Regions from separate parts of the Bombyx mori genome. Here region 2 is linked to region 1. Evidence: chromatin contacts called from public Hi-C data. All regions are on one chromosome and are shown on one strand. The core of a region is the stretch at or near the end of the contact, and the rest is flanking DNA. Distances in the headings are between cores, read along the strand shown.

Region 1 (2,814 bases), core at 192-2,691:
CCTCATTGGCTTTGAGGAGTATCTTCCGTCGCTGTTCTTCCATCTCTGACTTTAATTGGTCTGCTTCGTTGATTTCCTTTTGTCTCTCTTTGTTAAGGATGTCATAGCTTGGCGCATTGGGTTTCTTTCGTTTTTTCTAAAAATGACCTGTGTTTTATTAACTGTGCCACCTGATAATAGATTCCTAAATTAATTTAATTGATACTTTATTTTAATATGACAGCATCCGCATTAGTATTACCTAGTTATCTTTAAAAATATAATATATTTATAGGTAAAACTTTGTGAGTTTAAAATTCCTTAGAAAAATTCCTTAATATTGCTTAAAAGTTAGAAATTTAAAAACCTTCATTTCTGTAGTATCTTGTCCATCTGCTGGTCTCTTTACGAACCTTCCCGGAGTATGCTGGGGATGAATTATAGACGGTTGTGGGGTTTTTTTCTTCAAATAATGTTCTTGGCGATGAATTTTTTTTTGCTGCCTTTTCTGTTTGCGTATAGTCTTACGACTATTTTCAAACTTTAAACGAGGCACAGGTTTTTTCTTCATTGTTAGGTTGGTTTGATGTTTAAGAAAAGTTTGGGCAATTTTTTTAGGTTACTATTATTTTGATTTGACCATTTGCCTGACACTTACAGCAATTATTATTTCTGACACTTGACATTGTTGACAACATAAAGCAATCTATGGCCAAAACCCATAGACCTTTATAGTAGGGACACGACATATTGTTCTATACGTACAATTGCTTATATAAATAGCACCCATTTTGAAGGCACATACATAAACATATATCTATCTCGTTCTTACTCAGCACTTTAACTCGCAGGAAAACAATATAACAGTATTTCAGTGCGTACATAAAATGAAACTTGAATATACGTAAATGTCTCCGTCTCTGTCTAATGAGGCCGAAAATCCGCCATGTTTAAAACCAAATGTCATTGTCACATCAGTTCGGCTGTCTGTTTTGGGTTGTACATTATTTATTGACTATGATATCGATTTAATATGATTGATTATATAAAATTTCATAATTTATCATGCTTAAAACATACAAAAATAATAATTAAAACGTATATTATAGGATCTCAAGAAAGTCGATGTCCTAAAACTATTATCTATATGTATTTAAATTCATTATGGAGCCCTCATCCGAAAAATCCATTTTTCGGTCGGAATCTATTGATCATGACACTAATCATAAATACCACTTTAAAATATGTCATCAAAACATATTTAGACATTCTGTTTAGATATTTCGGGAAAAAGGCTACCGACAAAATCTCTTCGGAACTATTTAAATAAAATAGATTTATTCCGCAATGAGTAAAACACTATTGTAAATTTGTTAAATATTTAATAATTAAGTGATTTTAGAGAGGAAGTCACAAGGAATGACGTTTGTAATTAATGAATAAATGTTCTGTAGGTTTTTTTTTTTCACGCGGTCCCTTGATAAGTTTAAAATTTGAATCACTCTCAAGCGAAAGTGATTCAAATGGTGCGGCGCACCTTCCTTGGGGTGCGCTGCGGTAGTATGTTACGGACTTTAGAGTCAGCAAAACAATTAAAATAGATTGTAATAGTCTAAGAAAAACACGTACTCAAAATACGATAACATTTAGCATGCTAGAAATGGGCAGATGGCTTTGAACTACGCCATATCTTTATGTTTTGCGACAAACGTCAACTTTATAAAATCAGTGTAGCAACTTTTAAAAATCATCATATCGTTTACTTGGCAAATTCGAAGGACGAACTTGTCTTAGATTTCACCCATCTAAATCATATCATATTTGCACATAGCAATATACCTACTTACTTCCCATTAAAGTATAAATTCTACAAATAAATAATACTCAACAATATTTAAAATAAAATGAGCCAAGAACGTTTATCGATAAAACCTGATAACATTGAAATCTTTTGTACAGCACTAAAGCCGCCATGTTTTGTGGCCAGATGACGTCACAGTGGCACGAAATTTTGGTTGACGTTTCATTTCCATAGGTTTCCTACTTCATTGCCAAAACCATAGACCTTTTTTTAGATTCCTCCACTGGACAGGTGAAAAGAGCATAGCGTGCAGAGCCTAATATTTTTGAGAAACCGAAGCAATTTCTATTGTACAAATGGTAAAGTGGTAAAGCTAGCGCCCCTGACTATTGGGATTTCGTGCAATCCTGTGTGTGAGGAACTTATTTACTCCAAAAGAAACATAAATTGAATAAACAAGGTAATTCACGGATAATTTACACACACAGGATGCATAGGACAATTTATAGCTCTTCGCAAGCACCGTTAAGTACAATATAATCTTTGCCAGTTTTGGAGTGTTCTTAGGGAGTATGTTAAACTCTGCTGTAGGCTCGTTCACTCATGCAAGCAATAAGTAAAAAAATATACATTTGCGCTTTTGATCATCAGACTTTGTTCGTGAACGTATATTAAATAATATTGCCGTAGTTAAATTGGTATTTGTGACCTTTAAAAACCAATATGGTTACGCTGCGGCGTCGGCGTGATACTCGACGAGCACATCAGAGATTATCACGAAAATTTCGTATTTCACGATGAAAATTTTCTTGTTCCGTACGAACTGAAAACCCAGTAAAAAATTGTCCACACTGTTTATTAAATCTTAGAATAGACTACAAAACTTGGAATGTATTTTTTTACAAGGTGTTAAATTGAGATAAAAAGATTTTAGGGAGATTTGGAGATAACTAAGGGGAAATTACCTCTGCAGCCCTAGTATTAGTTGTCAAACTAATAAAAAAGTTAGACTTTGTCTATCAAAAATTCACAAA
Region 2 (2,814 bases), core at 156-2,655, 95 kb before region 1:
CGCACTGTAGTAATTATATCGCTTTTCGATCTTCTTAATAAAGCACCGGAATATTTAGTAGATTCTGGGAAAGACGAATCCGAAGATACCGAGAACTATTTATATATGACAAAGCAAAGTTAGACAATCCAGGCGCTTAGTAGCAGAATACGATATGATTACTTGAATGCGCCGTTTAGGGCACCGGTGACCTACATGGCAATCAATGTGTTAAAGAATTAAAAGGAAAAAGAAATCGATGAGCAATTGAATTGCCAACGCCCCGTGTAATTAAAGGCCTGTGGTAGGTGCTAGGTGGTTAAAGACCCAACGTAGACAGTGTATAGTGGGTTGACCCACACATTCGTGTATCGCGGGAAATTCAATTCGCTTTACATTGCCGATTTATTCAACGCTAAAAAAACGGACTCTTACAATTTCCACCGCTTACGCCACTTATGAACTCCGCTAAGGTCCAATGCGCTGGTCCGATCAGATTAAAACGACTTTGGAATCCAACATCAATGTCGCTATCCACTGCGCGGCGGACAGGAGTGAATGGAGGAACATAGTCCTAACAAAAGTGCTCCGTAAAGGTCACGAACCTCAGCACTGAGGAATACGACGCACGGAGGGAGGGAGGTCAACTTAACCTCGAGCGGGTCGACGGTTTTCAAACCTGTTGAATTTAGTATCGGAATGTCATAGTTTGAGGCTCACTGTCAGGTAATGGCGGTATTCTTTGGGCTCCGACTTCGGCCGTAACGAAGAACGTGTTGAACCAGAAATGAAACAGCTTCTCTTTGCGCATCTTCATCTTCGGTTTGTTGTAGACGTCCACCCTGATGTCGCCGAACAGCGGCGTGCACTGCGTCAGGCAGATGCGGATGCTGTTCTCGTCTCGCTGCACATCCACGCATCCGGGCGGCGTCTGAGGTGAAACGTTTTGTTTGATATCCAATATTATCGGTATAAGCATCATCATTCTCCTGCCCTTCTCCCAGTCACCTGGGAACGGCGCGACATATTTAGGACATGGCTCCTATCATCTACAATTTCTCCGCTCACTCCCCTCTTACACATATCGCCTTTCATGCATCCCATCCATTTTTCTTAGGTCTACCTCTAAAGCCTTCCATAATATTCCATATTCATACTTAACTCTTAACAACCCATATAGTATTTGTCAAAGTTAGATAGATATAAGTCAGTTAGGGATGTTCGGGCCGACCTTGAGCACGAGCACGTTGTGTTCGCTGTGCGGGTCGGCGTGCGGGTCGGCCTGGCACAGCACGAGGTCGGGCGGCGCGGCGGCGGCGGGCACGTGGGCGGCGGGCGGCGGCGACATGCGCAGCTCGCGGACCTGCACGCGCGCCGCGCCCGCCCGGTACGCCACGCCCGACCGCAGCAGCGCCCCGTAGTACTCCACGTAGCGCCGCTGCGACGGTATCGTCACGCCTGCCGACACGCGCACGTCACGACTCACTCAACCTTCTGTGTGTGCTTAGTGCGAGTTTTTTAACGGTCTCGATAGCATAAAAGTTAATCCAACTTTGTGTGCAGTTGGAACAGCGCCCCTAGCGGCAAACTTAGGCAAACGATCCCATTCCATACAAATATGAGCTAGCTTTTACGCTATCGCGAACATTAAAAAACTCGCACTAAGCACACTGTTTGCATATTCAAATCAAAACAAATAAAATAAAAATTCAACATAAATGAAAGTACATACACATACTTGTTGAACGTCAAAAAGAACTACCGCCAATTCACAAAAACTAGCCTCCGTCCTGAGAAGAACTGGCAAGAAACTCAGCGGGGATGTCATTTTTTTTAATATATATAACTAGTCAGGTCATAAGTATTGTCACACAGTAAAAACTTTTCTTTTAGAATGCTGGCCACAAAAAAGTTTATTGTATTCAAATTTCGAATTGTTCATGAAAATAAAAATGTATACTTTTAGGATTTTTACGCATTTTTAAATATGGAGTGGACGCTTAAAGAAGACCGTGTTGCAGTTATTGCGGTGCATCGTTGCGGTTACGCGCCAATTCAAATTTTTAACATACTGAAAAATTTTAATATAACCAAAAGATTCGTTTATCGTACCATCAAATGATACAATGAAGACTCTAGTGTAGATGACAGGTCAAGAAGTGGTCGCCCTCGGTCTGTTAGAACTCCAGCAGTGATAAAAGCTGTGAAGGCGCGAATTCAAAGAAATCCCAAACGTAAGCAGAAACTGTTGGCCCTTCAGATGGGGTTAAGCAGAACCACGGTGAAAAGGGTGTTAAATGAAGACTTAGGGATTCGGGCATATCGAAGAAAAACAGGACATCGTTTGAATGCTCGTCTAATGGACCTGAGACTGAAGAGATGCCGCGCTTTGTTGAAGCGGTACGCGGGAAAAAAAATTCGGGAAATTATTTTTTCGGATGAAAAAATTTTTACCGTAGAAGAGAGCTACAACAAACAGAATGATAAGGTGTACGCACACAGTAGTGAAGAAGCGAGCAACCGTATTCCGCGTGTCCAACGAGGTCATTTTCCATCCTCGCTCATGGTATGGTTGGGAGTTTCTTATTGGGGCTTAACAGAGGTACATTTTTGTGAGAAAGGTGTAAAAACGAATGCAGTTGTGTATCAAAATACAGTCCTGACGAACCTTGTGGAACCTGTTTCTCATACCATGTTCAATAACAGGCACTGGGTATTCCAATAAGATTCGGCGCCAGCTCATAGAGCGAAGAGCACACAAGACTGGCTGGCGGCGCGTGAAATCGACTTCATCCGGCACGAAGACTGGCCCTCCTCCAGTCCAGATTTGAATCC

Evidence for each region. A called contact is a pair of places that touch in the nucleus more often than the background predicts.
Region 2: a Hi-C map of middle silk gland shows a contact between it and region 1, with 1.7 times the contacts expected there. The contact joins the enhancer-like site here to the promoter of LOC101746096 in region 1. A contact is called at or near these places in 4 of 7 Hi-C or Micro-C datasets (middle silk gland, midgut, posterior silk gland and 1 more).

The regions. Positions count from the first base shown.
Region 1 is chr3:12,985,777-12,988,590 of ASM3026992v2, reverse strand. LOC101746096 (nucleolar MIF4G domain-containing protein 1 homolog) reads right to left here and starts at 1,441. Exons shown (of 14, transcript XM_038020168.2): 1 at 347-1,441; 2 at 1-136. The coding sequence starts at 550. It overlaps LOC101739068 (outer mitochondrial transmembrane helix translocase), which reads left to right and starts at 2,653. Exons shown (of 8, transcript XM_004924350.5): 1 at 2,653-2,814.
Region 2 is chr3:13,081,057-13,083,870 of ASM3026992v2, reverse strand. LOC101745952 (phosphatidylinositol 3,4,5-trisphosphate 3-phosphatase and dual-specificity protein phosphatase PTEN) reads right to left here. Exons shown (of 9, transcript XM_012688860.4): 5 at 1,211-1,437; 6 at 700-910. Among protein-coding and RNA genes, the nearest start is that of LOC134201831, 18 kb to the left of the region's middle. Within about 2 kb of position 1,405, at least 3 of the 8 cell types and tissues checked have open chromatin away from gene starts, as enhancers often do.